Linked DNA regions of Sus scrofa: region 2 is linked to region 1. A link is a contact called in public Hi-C data. All regions are on one chromosome and are shown on one strand. The core of a region is the stretch at or near the end of the contact, and the rest is flanking DNA. Distances in the headings are between cores, read along the strand shown.

Region 1 (2,678 bases), core at 133-2,632:
CACACCCCAGAGACAAGCAGGATCTTTAACCTGCTGTGCCACTGTGGGAACAGCAATACTTTAAAAATTACTATAATCTCATATATTAATATTTATGAGATCTGGTATGGCAATTTCTATTATGTTTTCAAAATTCAGATGCTCTTTCTCTTCCACATGAATTTTAGAATCAACTTGGCAAATTCCATGACAAAACCTATCAGGATTTTCATTGGAATTGCCTTGAACTTTTTTGGGGGTCGGGGGGTGTGCCCAGGGCATGAGGAAATTCCCAGGCCAGGGATCCACCCCAGACACAGCAATGAGAACGTGGAATCCTTAACCACTAGGCCACCAAGAAACTTTGTGCCTTGAACTTTTAACATGGAAAATTTACAGTATTATATATATCCCCATCTATTAATAAGGTATATACCCTTATTTAATTATTTTTATAGTTACTCAACGAAGTTTTCCCTTTAGAAAAATCTACTGTGAAGATCTTAGGTATATTTTTCAAAACTTTGTAGCCTTTCTTGTTATATGTGTTTATTTTGGCCTCCCACGCGGCAAATGGAGTTGCCTGGCCAGGAATAAGATCCTAGCCAAAGCAGCACTTGCGGCAAAATCACAATTCCTGACCCTGAACCCACTGTGCCCAACCGGGGATCCAATATCAGTCCCAGCGCTCTCAAGAGACCAATGATCCCACTGCACTACAGAGGAAACTGCTTTTGTTATTACGAACGTTCATCTTCTTGTTCTGTCCTTGCTATTATCCTCTAATTGACTACTGATGATGTATAGGACCAGACATTCTTAATTCAAATCCCATCTCCTCCACTTAAAAAATATGACTTTTGATGTTTATTCAACTTCTCTGGGCCTTTGTTTTCTCTTCTACAATACGACAGTAAAAAAGCTAAGGATGTAGATGGAATTAAAAGGGGAGGACCAAGCACCGCCAAATCACCGCTTTAGCCAGTAATATCAGGGCGTGGACTGGATAAAGAGTTCGAGAGACTCCACACTTGGCAGAGACTCCGGGGGCGAGTCTATATTGCATGCAGAGGACTCGATGTTAAAACGAAGTGAATTCTCGTGAATATTCAAAGCACTATGCATAACTACAGGGAGAATAATAAAAAAAAATGAGAAATTCTCTTCCGTGAATGTTTTGGGGAGGTCCAGGACGCACGCCGTTCTGTTACCTAAATTCGACCTCCACCTCTTCAGTTGGTAGTACCATCTTTCCCAAAGAGTTTGGAGCGAAGCATTCTGGGCTTTGTAGTAATTTCTTCTTTGGAATTATCCCTACCGACTCAGGCTCTTGTACTACATTTCCCAGAAGCCTCTGGGGCCGGTTGTTTGCTCGTCCCTCAGGCTGACTTCCGGCGCCGCTGAGATCTCTCGGGCCAATCGGGAGGCTGGGCTAGCCGGATCCTGGCTCTCTGATTGGTGCGTTTGACTGGAGAGTCTGGGTTCAAATTTTCAACGGTACTGAATGAATCCCGCGGCGGGTTTTCTGGGCGGTCGGTTGTCAGCGCCGAGGTGAGGTGAGCCGTGGGGAGAAAAGGGGAGCACCCAGGGCTCAGGGCAGGCTTCTCCCTGATTTCGAGCTTCTGGAGGTCGCCTCCCAGCGCTGCCTTGAGGGCCTGGCTTCTGGGAAAGTGTGCTGCAGGGGCGCCGTTCTGTCCTGCGTAGCGGGAGCCGGGCTTCCGGCCACCCTTCTCTTGGTAATAGGATTTCCCCGTGAAGTCCGTCCGGATCGGGTCTAGCGAGCTGTGTCTTCAGGTAGAGGCAGAGGCCGGCTTGGGAAATAGGTGGAAGGAGGAGTTGGGGGAGACTATGGGCTAAGGATAACGGTAACGACAATTATATTACCCAGCACACATGAAACAGGCGTTTATTGGACTAAGCACTGTTTTCTCATTTAATTTTCACCCAAAGCCGGTGAAGTTAGTGCTATTCTTATCCTTCTTTTATAGGGAGTAAACTGAGGCCTGTAATCTAGAAACATTTTGAGAAAAGGGTGATAAACTGTAGCCCCGCCCTCAAGAAGGCATTTAGCGGAGGAAAACAGCCACAGACAACTGCATTTCAGAACAACTGTGTAAGTTGGAAAGGTAAATGAGGTGGTGTGAGAACATAATTGAGGGCAAGTTTAATTCCACTTGGAGTTGTCTTTCTGTTGGGGGATTTAAAATTCATTGTTTTATCCCTGTCTGCCCAGCCCTTCCTCTTTGTGTGGAACCACTAGTTACTATTGCCTTTCTAATTTCCTATCCTAAAACATGTAGAGATTGAAGAGGGAAGGAAAAGTGAACCAGGCTATAATATTGTGGGATTGTTTTTTTTCTCCTGTTCTCTTTTTTTCCTTTTGTTCGCCCCCGGCAGCATATGTGCCACAGTTGGAACCCTTCCCTGGTTTCTAGATACATGGTTTCTTTTCTCACGACTTTCTAATATTCAAGTACCAAGCATTTCCTGCCAATCAGTCCTGCTTGGGACAAGACAGCATCTGAGTGCTCTACTGATTTCGCTTTATTTATTTATTTATTTTTTAAACTTATTATTATTTTGTCTTTTTAGGGCCAAACGAGGGGCATATGGAAGTTCCCAGGCTAGGGGGTCAAATAGGAGCTGTAAGCTCCTGGCCTATGCCGCAGTTCATGGCAATGCTGTATCCTTACTCACTG
Region 2 (2,678 bases), core at 119-2,618, 550 kb after region 1:
CAGGTGTTTTATGTTGATTTTAATCTCAATAATGCTGTTAGGTATTACGCTGATAACCTGGACTGGCTGGTCTAGGTCCGTTTGACCCCAGGTTCTGTGTTCTCTCCAGGGTACTGCCTCAAAAAAGGCCTCAGGTGCATTCTGGAAAGTATGGCCCCTAAGTCCAAGTTCTTTACACCACCCATATCACCAAGTTCACTAGGTGGTAAGAACACTGTGGGCTGGGGTGCAGCTTCTGCAAATACAGCTTCTGCAAACACAAAGCGGCATGAAAGCACAGGAGGAAATGGGAAACTGTCTAGGTCCCTCAATCATGAAATAACCGTTTTACTGGTATGAGTTTCTTTTTGTCTCATTATTATGCGGCAGTGAGTCATTTAGCGGAGGACCAAAAGGGAAAGTCCTGTCACTTGTCACCTACAAGAAGTGTCCGTGAGAATCGCTTAGGCGGAGAAAGGCACTAAGTGGGGGGTGGGGGTTGAGCTACCAGTTGTCAATCCCCACCCTTAACAGCGCGACGGCCCGCAAGAGAGAAGCGCAGAAGGGGTTAAACCTAGCACGGTGGAGGTGGTGTGGTGGGGATCCAGCCACCGCCCCTTCCCAGCATTACCTCCCATAATGCTTCAGGCCCCCATCCAGTTCCCGCACCTCGCGAGACTCCACCCAGCCCCTTCCCCGAAAGACTGTCTTTCCCCCTTCCTCACCGAGCTCTGCGCGGGGCGGAGGAAAGGAGGGGAGGGCGGAAAAGACGGGCCGCTGGGATCGCCGGGAAGTGTGGTCCGAAGGTTGCAAGCAGCCATATTCTTCCGGAGCGGGAGAGGCCAGACAGGCAGCCTGGACTACGACTCCCAGCCACCTTTTCGGTTTGTTTTTGTTCAAAAAAAAAAAAAAAAAAAAAACCCCACAGTCCCCCTCCTCACTCTTCACACACACTCACACACACCCACAGCAGACACGCATATACCCTGGCGCCGAAGGGAAAGCCGCGTCTCGCCTTCCTGCCCCGCCGCCAGTCTAGTCTTGGCCCCTCAGCAGAGCGGGAAAGCGGAGGCCAGAGCTGTGACCTCTGACCCCATGGTTATGCGGTGCCGCCGCATTCCTTAGCGATCGCGGGGCCACTGCTGCCGCCGCCTCCACCGCCACCGCCGCCGCGGGCGACTGACGCAGCGCGGGCGCGTGGAGCCGCCACCCCTCCCCCACCGCCGTCCTCGCGCCGGGTCTCGCGCCAGCCGGTCCCCAGCGCGCCCGCCCCTTCTCCCCGGCCGCACCCGAGTCCTCGCGCGCCGCCGCCGCCACGCGCCCCCCGCTGCTGCTGCCGCCGCCGCCGCCGCCGCCGCCGCCGCCCCAGCCCCGCGCCGCCGCCGCCGCCCTAGCCCACCCCGCCCGGAGGTCCCGCGTGGAGCCGCCGCCGCCGCCGCCGCCGCCGGGGAGGAGGAGGATGAAGGACAAACAGAAGAGGAAGAAGGAGCGCACGTGGGCCGAGGCCGCGCGCCTGGTGAGGCGGGCGGCAGAGGGGGGCTTGGTGGGGGGGCGTGTGGAGGGTGGGTTGGGCGGGCACCCCCCCACCGGGAGGGGGAGGGGTGAAAGCCCTGCCCACCGCAGGAGGGGGCGGGCCACTCGGGAACGGGACAGTCCCCCCCCAAGGCGTTCGGTGGGGAGAGGTCCCCCGCCGGGTCGGATGTGGCGCCTTTTTCTGCACGCTTCCCCCCCCCCCAAATTCCTGCGGAGGGGCGAGCTGGCTGGCCGGCTCCTCCCTCTCCGGGCGGCGGGGCCTCAGCCACCCCTCCCCCACTATTTGGCAGTATCTCGGGGGTCTGGGGAAGCTTCGTTTGTGCACCCGGGGGAGTTAGGTTTCCGGGAAAGGTCGGAAGCTCCTCCCTCGCTTCCTGGTGGGCAGTGGGGTAGTGCGTTTGACTCCGGGGGTGGGAAAGAGCCCCCAGTTTCAAGGACGCGAGTGGCATTTTGAGATTTCGAAATCTAAACCAGGTGTGTGGAGGGAAACAAATGCTTACTCCCAGCTTGAACCCTGAGCTGTGGTTCTCAAACTTTAGTGTCCTGTGGGGACACCTGGGGAGGTTGTTAATGAATACTCATCTTAGGGTCCTACCTAAGACCTTTTGAGTCTTAGATTCTGAAGTAGAGCCTGAGTATGTTCATTTTAACCAGCTACCCAGGTTGGTTGTAATGCAGGTGGCCCACCGACCACACTTTGAGAACTGCTGACTGGACTTCATAAGTCTGGACATAGGCATTCTGCAGAGAACTAAGTACACTTTGCAAAGAATGTATCTGTGTGTTCTCTATTCCTTGTTGTCCTGGTGCATGTATACATGCAGTGTTGGACAAAGACTAAGTGTCTCTGAAGATACTGCTTACTGAGGACTTAGCAAAGGAGAGAGTAATTTGAGTATTTGGAGCTGTCTGGTGAGGGAGGTTGTGAATTTTCTGTTCTCAGTGTCACAAGACTTGCAAGTGAAATATCTTCCTTTTGGATTTGCACCCACAAAGCTAAGACACTTTGAGACATATTCTTATAAAATCTTGCTGATGACAGTAGTAACAGGTTATACTTGTCTCAGAAATGTCACTTTCTCAGAATTATCACAAAGCAGGGTTATAGTGCAGATGGCACACTTGTCTCTCGACAACTTGTAGTTTATATGCAATTGCTATAATTC

The links. A called contact is a pair of places that touch in the nucleus more often than the background predicts.
Region 2: a Hi-C map of liver shows a contact between it and region 1, with 6 times the contacts expected there. The contact joins the promoter of ASXL1 here to the promoter of TPX2 in region 1. A contact is called at or near these places in 1 of 5 promoter capture datasets (liver) and 3 of 47 Hi-C or Micro-C datasets (heart right ventricle, liver and skeletal muscle).

The regions. Positions count from the first base shown.
Region 1 is chr17:35,429,889-35,432,566 of Sscrofa11.1, forward strand. It overlaps TPX2 (targeting protein for Xklp2), which reads left to right and starts at 1,383. Exons shown (of 19, transcript XM_021078098.1): 1 at 1,383-1,535; 2 at 1,968-2,105.
Region 2 is chr17:35,984,610-35,987,287 of Sscrofa11.1, forward strand. It overlaps ASXL1 (putative Polycomb group protein ASXL1), which reads left to right and starts at 1,369. Exons shown (of 12, transcript XM_021077427.1): 1 at 1,369-1,495. The coding sequence starts at 1,439.